Regions from separate parts of the Larimichthys crocea genome. Here region 1 is linked to region 2. A link is a contact called in public Hi-C data. All regions are on one chromosome and are shown on one strand. Each heading gives the region's core, a stretch centred on a gene start, on an enhancer-like site or on the middle of the called end of the contact. The rest is flanking DNA. Distances are from core to core; before and after follow the strand shown. Region 1 holds the start of wwox (WW domain containing oxidoreductase). Region 2 holds the start of LOC104940469 (transcription factor Maf).

Region 1 (3,592 bases), core at 574-3,073, 170 kb after region 2:
ACAACCAGAATAAATAGGAACAAAATGCTGAAGGCGATAGTTACATAATTTAAGAAACATATATATGTAGAAACAAAGTTACTGAAAACAAGGAGGTTATCACAACTTAAAATTAACTTTAAATGTGTTACTATATGCCTTGAATATGTGAGTGACTTTCAACTGAATAGAAATTTAGATATGATTAGATTTAATTTTATTATCATTGCACAAAGTACTCAGACAAGGAAAGGCGATATAGCGTCTAGCCAGAAGTCCAAAAAGCAGTAAAGTGCAGAGTAATGTACATATGTAAAGAGAACAGTCATGTAAGACACACACAAAAAAAACAAGTGAATAAAGCAAACCTCCAGCACAACGTTTTTTCTTTCCTGTCTTTGGGTGTTCCCACTGTGTCTTCATCTCATCATGGCTGTAAACAGAGACAAAAGAAGATATGTCTTATATATTTATGTACTGCGAACAGCACACATTGATCAGAATCAATATTAACGTGACAGGTTTAACCAAATTACACATCCGCGGTCTCTTGGTTGTTTGATGTTATACATAAAAAGAATCGCACATGTAAAATAAAGGGCAAGGAAAACTAGAGCCTGGCTGACGTTAGTCTACTACCACACATGTATCTGTCCACCATGCATGCAAATTCTTCATGTATAGTTATTTATTGTTCAATTCACAGCCAGGTTTACACTTTCAATGCAATGTTTCAGTCAATTTGGACACTAAAGTTTCATGGCAAACGCTATATATCTTTGTCAGTGTTTCATAACAACATTTGAGGGATCTATTTTAAGATTTTACTCCTTAATCTGCGCCCGAAATCCAGTATCAGTCAGGCTCTAGACAAAAAAAAAAACCATTGAGTTATACCTAAAGTACGCAACATGAATGAAAGGTAACCTGACAAAAGACGCACAATCATGAGACAAAACATTACAAAGGACTTCAGAAATGTTGCAATTCAAGGACAAGAGACACATATTCATAAAATAAAAACAAACACACAGAATAGCCAATATTAGACATCAGGCTGGGCTTTGGCAAACCAACTTCAAATGTGTCTAACAAATCAAAGACAGGCACTGATGTAACAAGCAACATGAAATCTTATGTTGGCACTGTTGTTTCTTCTTCTTACATCACCACGGGCAAACCAAATGCACTGTCCCATCACTGATGATGGTTTTTATTTGATATTCAAGGAGTGACTCTGTCATGAAGTTGTGCCTCATTTCACAACCTCTGAGCTACAGTGCTGCAGCTACTGCATACTACAGCAACTACAGTATGACTTGGGATATTATTACAGCCACATCCTTATCAAGACATTTCATGTTAAATAGGTCCTAATGTGACTCTGTAGACTAAATCATTTCACGCTAACAATGCAGATATCAGCTTGTTTAAACTGGTGCAGCTAACGAGCTGTGTTAGCCACAGACTGATAACACTGATGTGACTCTTTGTGGCTGAGGCTGACTTCATGATCACAGACATTTTGGTGTTGACAGGTAACACTACTACAGATATCACACTTACTTTGCATAGTAGACCCAACCATCTTTCGTGGACCTCTCTTCCCACCCGGGAGGTAACTCATCATCACTGTCTGTGTCGTCCATGCCTGCGTATTTCAGAGCCGCCATGACTCACGTTTGTTTTTGTTTTGTTCGCTACAAACACAAACCCAGAGAGGAAAATCTGAAGGATGAATGCAGCTGACAGACTATGACCACCCTGCACAGCGTACACCGGCACTTCCGCGACAACATGGTGACGCTTGCCGCACAGCCCTCTGGGAAATGGAGGAAGAAACATGCGGAGGTTCAAGTGTTTTTTTTATTTTTTGTTATCACGAGTATATTATCAGCAACCAAAGAGGTCGAAATATAATTAAGCTTCCTTAAAGTTTTTAAAATGTAATTTGTATGTATGTAATAATGTAATGTAATATTTTTTATGGTACAAGACTAGCTGCTATCGCGTTGAACCATTAGTGAGAAAACACACAGTATGGCTCAATACATAGCGGGCTACCTGAGTTACTATGCACCTGATGTTAATGATGCTGCTGTGGTGCAATGTAAAAACTGGATGCTGTCTTTTGGGGGCATTTCCCCCATTCTCGTTCTTGTATACCATATAAGATTCTCTTGTTTATGAATGATATGGTCCCATCCTCTGTTGTTCTTGTTGTTATGGCTGTTTTTGTCTAAGACCGCACTGTTTGTCTGTTTTTGTGACTGTCTATGTTGGTTTGTGATTATGTATAAAAAAAACTAAAAATATATATTTAAAAAAAGAAAAGAAAAAAAATCATTTTTAGTTTATTAATAATACACAACAGAAAAACATCAATGGACTACAAAACAGGGACTTGCATGATTGCAAATCTACTTAATCAATGTATTCCTAATAAAACTAACTATTAAATTAAAATAAAGCAGCTCACAGAACACTAGGTGGATAATAAAAAATATTAAGTAAGTAAATATTAAGTAAGTAAGTAAAATAAACAGTCAATAACATAAAATAAAATAAAAAGTTATATATGCTATACACACCTTGCAAGTATAGGTACAGTATGTGTATGTTGATTTTCCACACCTGTCCCACCGACACTGTTCTGCACAACAGGTTCCCCATACTGTACAGTAGTACATTACCTCTTTTGTATACAAAGCCAGCTTTGTTCGGCCTGTTAATCTTTGGTTACCTGTTGCACGTGTCCTGCCTGTCTGTCAGTTTTCAGTTTGTGTATCCAAAACGGCTGTGCAATTATGAGGGAACAGGACCCTGTAAAAGATTTTAAATTGCTAATATAATATGTGTGTGTGTGTGAGTGTGTGTGTGTGTGTGTGTGTGTGTGTGTGTTATATATGTTACTGACAACCGAGGAGTAGAGTAGGAAGAAGGGGAAGACAAGGCACTTCTCCCTTAGTCACTGGTCTGTCTCTTTTCTATGTATGATAACCTGTGTTCAAACACTGTCACAATAGAAAAAGTACAGACATAAACCATGAAATTCAGCTGCTTCAGTTACAGGCATTGGGCATATCAGCTCGCTGTCACTGTGAAAAGGATATATTAATTCATTTTCATATACAGTAAATACAAATGTTGGTCTTTGCTTTCTTTAAATTACTCTTAGGGGGAAGAATAAAATATTTTGCATTGAGTTGAACTGCATTTGTTTCATTGCTATTCGTCTCTCTATCAGTCTGATAGACCACTGATGTTCAACCTGCTATTAATAACACCTAGCCAAAGAAATTGATACCTGCAGGACAGCTGAAGGTATAAAAATCTGATGCCTTTTGGAATGTAATGTTGATGTGGGGCAGAAAAAAATTTGCAGCAGTGATGGCTACATAAGCATATACAAAGGAGCTTTATCCAGTCTCTGCTTTATAGCTTGCTACTTGCCCCCTCACAAATTATCAATAGTGGCAGCATTGTTATGCACTCAGAGAGTAGCTGCTCTGCACACTAGGCTGCTTTCTTGAGTTCAACTTGTACCACTCCTGTTGGCTCATGTTGTGATTCAACTTCTACTTTGAGTCATCTGTTTCTATACTGTGAAGGA
Region 2 (3,554 bases), core at 317-2,816:
GTTTAATATTTATTCAAAAACATCAGCATCAGCATCAGAGGGGGCTCTGTTGTGTGTTCTAATGAATAAAACACGATGTTTATCCTTCCTGTTTAACGTTAAGTCCCCATGAACAGTCACAGGGACCAAGAGAATATTTACTTGCATTGGGACACCGGGGAGTTGGATTATCTGCTGGCGGCTTTGTAGTTTTCTGAAGCATCCCCGTGTGACATGTTCCAGGGAGAGTGCTCTTATTTACTCTCCAGTCCTCTGTGTATAGCCCTCCTTATTGTTTGTTCTTATGTGCCACCACTCCTGAGGAATGTGCTCCAGGAGAGAGAGAGAGAGACAGAGAGAAAAAGAGAGAGGGAGGAACACTGATGCTGTGATCATTACAGGAGATTCAGACTGTAGACTCCAGAAGGACACAGATTGGAGGTGTTGTCACTACAGAGTATTTCATTAGAAAAAAAGGATTTTAGACTTACAAGACATTTAAGGTTAGTACATGTGTAAGACTTTTCTCCTTACTGAAAAATGTCTTGTGTGTAGTTTAATTTTTAAATCCTGTCCATGTTAAACTTCATGTCCAGCAGTAGGTCTAGCAGAGAGCACAACAGCAAACTAATAAAAAAAAGGAGAAATGTTCCATTTTAAGACAATAAAATAAAATAAATAAAACAATTTTCACTCTGGAAGGGAGTCGGATACATACAAAGCACTCGAAGAACCACTTGAAGTATTATTTTACACCGAAAGGTGGCGACGTTGGGTTTCCAAACACTGTCATTCAAACAGACTCATGCCACGCTCTTTTCAAACACTTTCGCCTTCCTCACACAGCGATCCGGCTTATCTGCACTAATCTGTTTCTGCGATTTTATTCGGTATAAAGACAGGTTTTATATCACTCGGTGAACATCATTAAAATGCGTTTTTTAAAGGTATTGAATTCCAAGATGTTTGGTCTCGTGATTAAAAAAAGGTTTTGACTAATTAATTAGAAATCTGCCTACATAATTACTGAAATGCACCTGTGCACAATATTTCTATATCATGCAAAACATCAAATGAGACTTAAGAATGTCTGACAAATCAACAATCAAGGCTGAAACAAACAACGCTGTTGAGAAATGTGAGAAAAATTCAATTCAGTTTGAATTATTATAAAGACGATGGAAAATGCTTGAATATGTATTAAAATGATAACGACTTGTTTATCTAAAAAGACAGGCGTGCATATTTACCATCTGATATCTTCTGTTAATCCCTCGAATCATTTTTTTCTTTTATTTACTTTCGTTGTTTTTTTCCCATGAAAAAGGTGACAAAAGAATGAATTAAGTCTCACGTGTCAATCTGCTGATGGGCTTAGACACTTCAGAAAACTTTGGTTTCTATACCATTATGCTAATTACCTCCCCAGGCTGGGCTCTTCATTGGCTGAGTCTCAGTCAATTTCATATTTCAGTCCTGACGTCAGGACGCCTATAAAACTAAGCAATGCTTTTTAACTCGTCGGCTGACTGATCCTCTAGAAAAAAAAAATCTATCAATCCTTGGGTGGAGTTTTTTTTTTTTTTTTCATTCTCCACAAAGCAACTATTTGCCCGGGACACGTACGTGAACCTCCTCAATTTGGCGCACTAATCCTAAAAGGAGCCATGAAGTGTTAAATGGTAGAAACAGAGAGAGCGGCGCTCAGACACCCGCACGCTGGGAGAGAGGGAGGAAACAGCGCTCCTCCAATGCGTCTGTGCAACACAGGCTGAAGAAAAAAAAAACTTATCGACTCGCAAAACCAAAACCTGCGCTGCGCAATTAGTGCGAGAAAATCCACTTTTTCCTTCGGTTTTGAAGAAAATAAATAAAGAAATCAAGCTGGCTCAGTGCGTGTCTCAGCAGCCCACTTTGACAGGTGCTCCTCACCCCCTTTGGAGGACTGTCAACAGCAAGAGGATGGCATCAGAGCTGGCAATGAGCAACTCCGACCTGCCCACCAGTCCCCTGGCCATGGAATATGTTAATGACTTCGATCTGATGAAGTTTGAAGTGAAAAAGGAGCCGGTGGAGCCCGATCGCAGCATCAGCCAGTGCAGCCGCCTGGTCGCCGGGGGATCCCTATCTTCCACCCCGATGAGCACGCCTTGCAGCTCGGTTCCCCCCTCTCCAAGCTTCTCGGCGCCCAGTCCGGGATCAGGGAGCGAACAGAAGGCTCACTTGGAGGATTTCTACTGGATGACCGGGTACCAACAGCAGTTGAACCCCGAGGCTCTGGGCTTTAGCCCGGAGGACGCCGTAGAGGCGCTGATCAGCAGCAGTCACCAGCTCCAGACCTTCGATGGCTATACCAGAGGGCAGCAGTACGGCGGCGCAGCCGGGGCAGGAGGCGCCATGGCCGGGGAGGAGATGGGATCAGCGGCCGCCGTGGTGTCCGCGGTTATCGCTGCAGCCGCAGCCCAGAATGGGACTCCCCACCACCACCACCACCACCATCACCACCACCACGCAGGGGCACACCATCCCTCCTCCGGGTCTCAGTCCGGCGGCGGCGCGGGGGGAAACCACCAACACTTGCGCTTGGAAGATCGGTTCTCGGACGAGCAGCTGGTGACCATGTCGGTGCGGGAATTGAACCGGCAGCTCCGGGGGGTCAGCAAGGAAGAGGTGATCCGTCTGAAACAGAAGAGGAGGACGCTAAAGAACAGAGGCTATGCCCAGTCCTGCCGGTACAAGCGGGTCCAGCAGCGGCACGTCCTGGAGGGAGAGAAGACGCAACTCATACAGCAGGTGGACCACCTCAAGCAGGAGATCTCCCGGCTGGCCAGGGAGAGGGACGCCTACAAGGAGAAATACGAGAAGCTGATCAGCACCGGCTTCAGAGAAAACGGAGGTTCCAGCAGCGACAACAACCCCTCATCTCCGGAGTTTTTCATGTGAGTCTCGGCGCTGAAAAGTTTTAATAACCGACCCTCACAAAGAAAGAGAAAAAAAAAAACTTTTAATTTGCGCGCAGCTAAGAAAATAGTTTGTGCGTGTCTGTGTTGAAGTTGTTTTGTTAGTTAAGGGGGAAAAAAAAGAGTTTTCCTCTTTTCTGTATTTCAGTATTTTGTTTCAGGTTGAGGATCTTGTTTGATTTTATCACTTTTTAAAGGATACATAAATTGGCCTGTTTAAATGACTCTGAATTAGAATTTCCAGAGACATTTTAAAAGGTTTCTTTCCAATTCGTGATGTCTGCGTTAAGACACACTGCATAAAATAACTTCACTGAGCAGATCCGCCCTTATAGCCTCATCCTTTCTGCGCCTCGTCCACCCTGTTCCCTTTCTACAATTTGTTTTCTGAAATTAAAACATTGCTCAGGCAGCAGCAGCTTTATTTTGATGTGAATGTATTTTTGTTTTTTGTGTTTGAAGTCAGTTTATTTTGATATGAATGATCTCATTTTCATATCATCCATCCTATTTGTCTTGTAGGGGTAAAAAAAAAACTGATTTACAGCAGACGTTTGGGGAAATTGGTGTCAGACTGTAACAGTTATGTGAAGCCATGCATGCTGGTCATGTACG

What was found. A called contact is a pair of places that touch in the nucleus more often than the background predicts.
Region 1: a contact with region 2 is called in a Hi-C map of muscle, with 4 times the contacts expected there. The contact joins the promoter of wwox here to the promoter of LOC104940469 in region 2. A contact is called at or near these places in 2 of 7 Hi-C or Micro-C datasets (both in muscle).

What each region holds. Positions count from the first base shown.
Region 1 is chrXXI:20,236,554-20,240,145 of L_crocea_2.0, forward strand. It overlaps wwox (WW domain containing oxidoreductase), which reads right to left and starts at 1,824. Exons shown (of 9, transcript XM_027272771.1): 1 at 1,546-1,824; 2 at 348-412. The coding sequence starts at 1,652.
Region 2 is chrXXI:20,067,413-20,070,966 of L_crocea_2.0, forward strand. LOC104940469 (transcription factor Maf) reads left to right here and starts at 1,567. Exons shown (of 3, transcript XM_010757081.3): 1 at 1,567-2,918. The coding sequence starts at 1,942.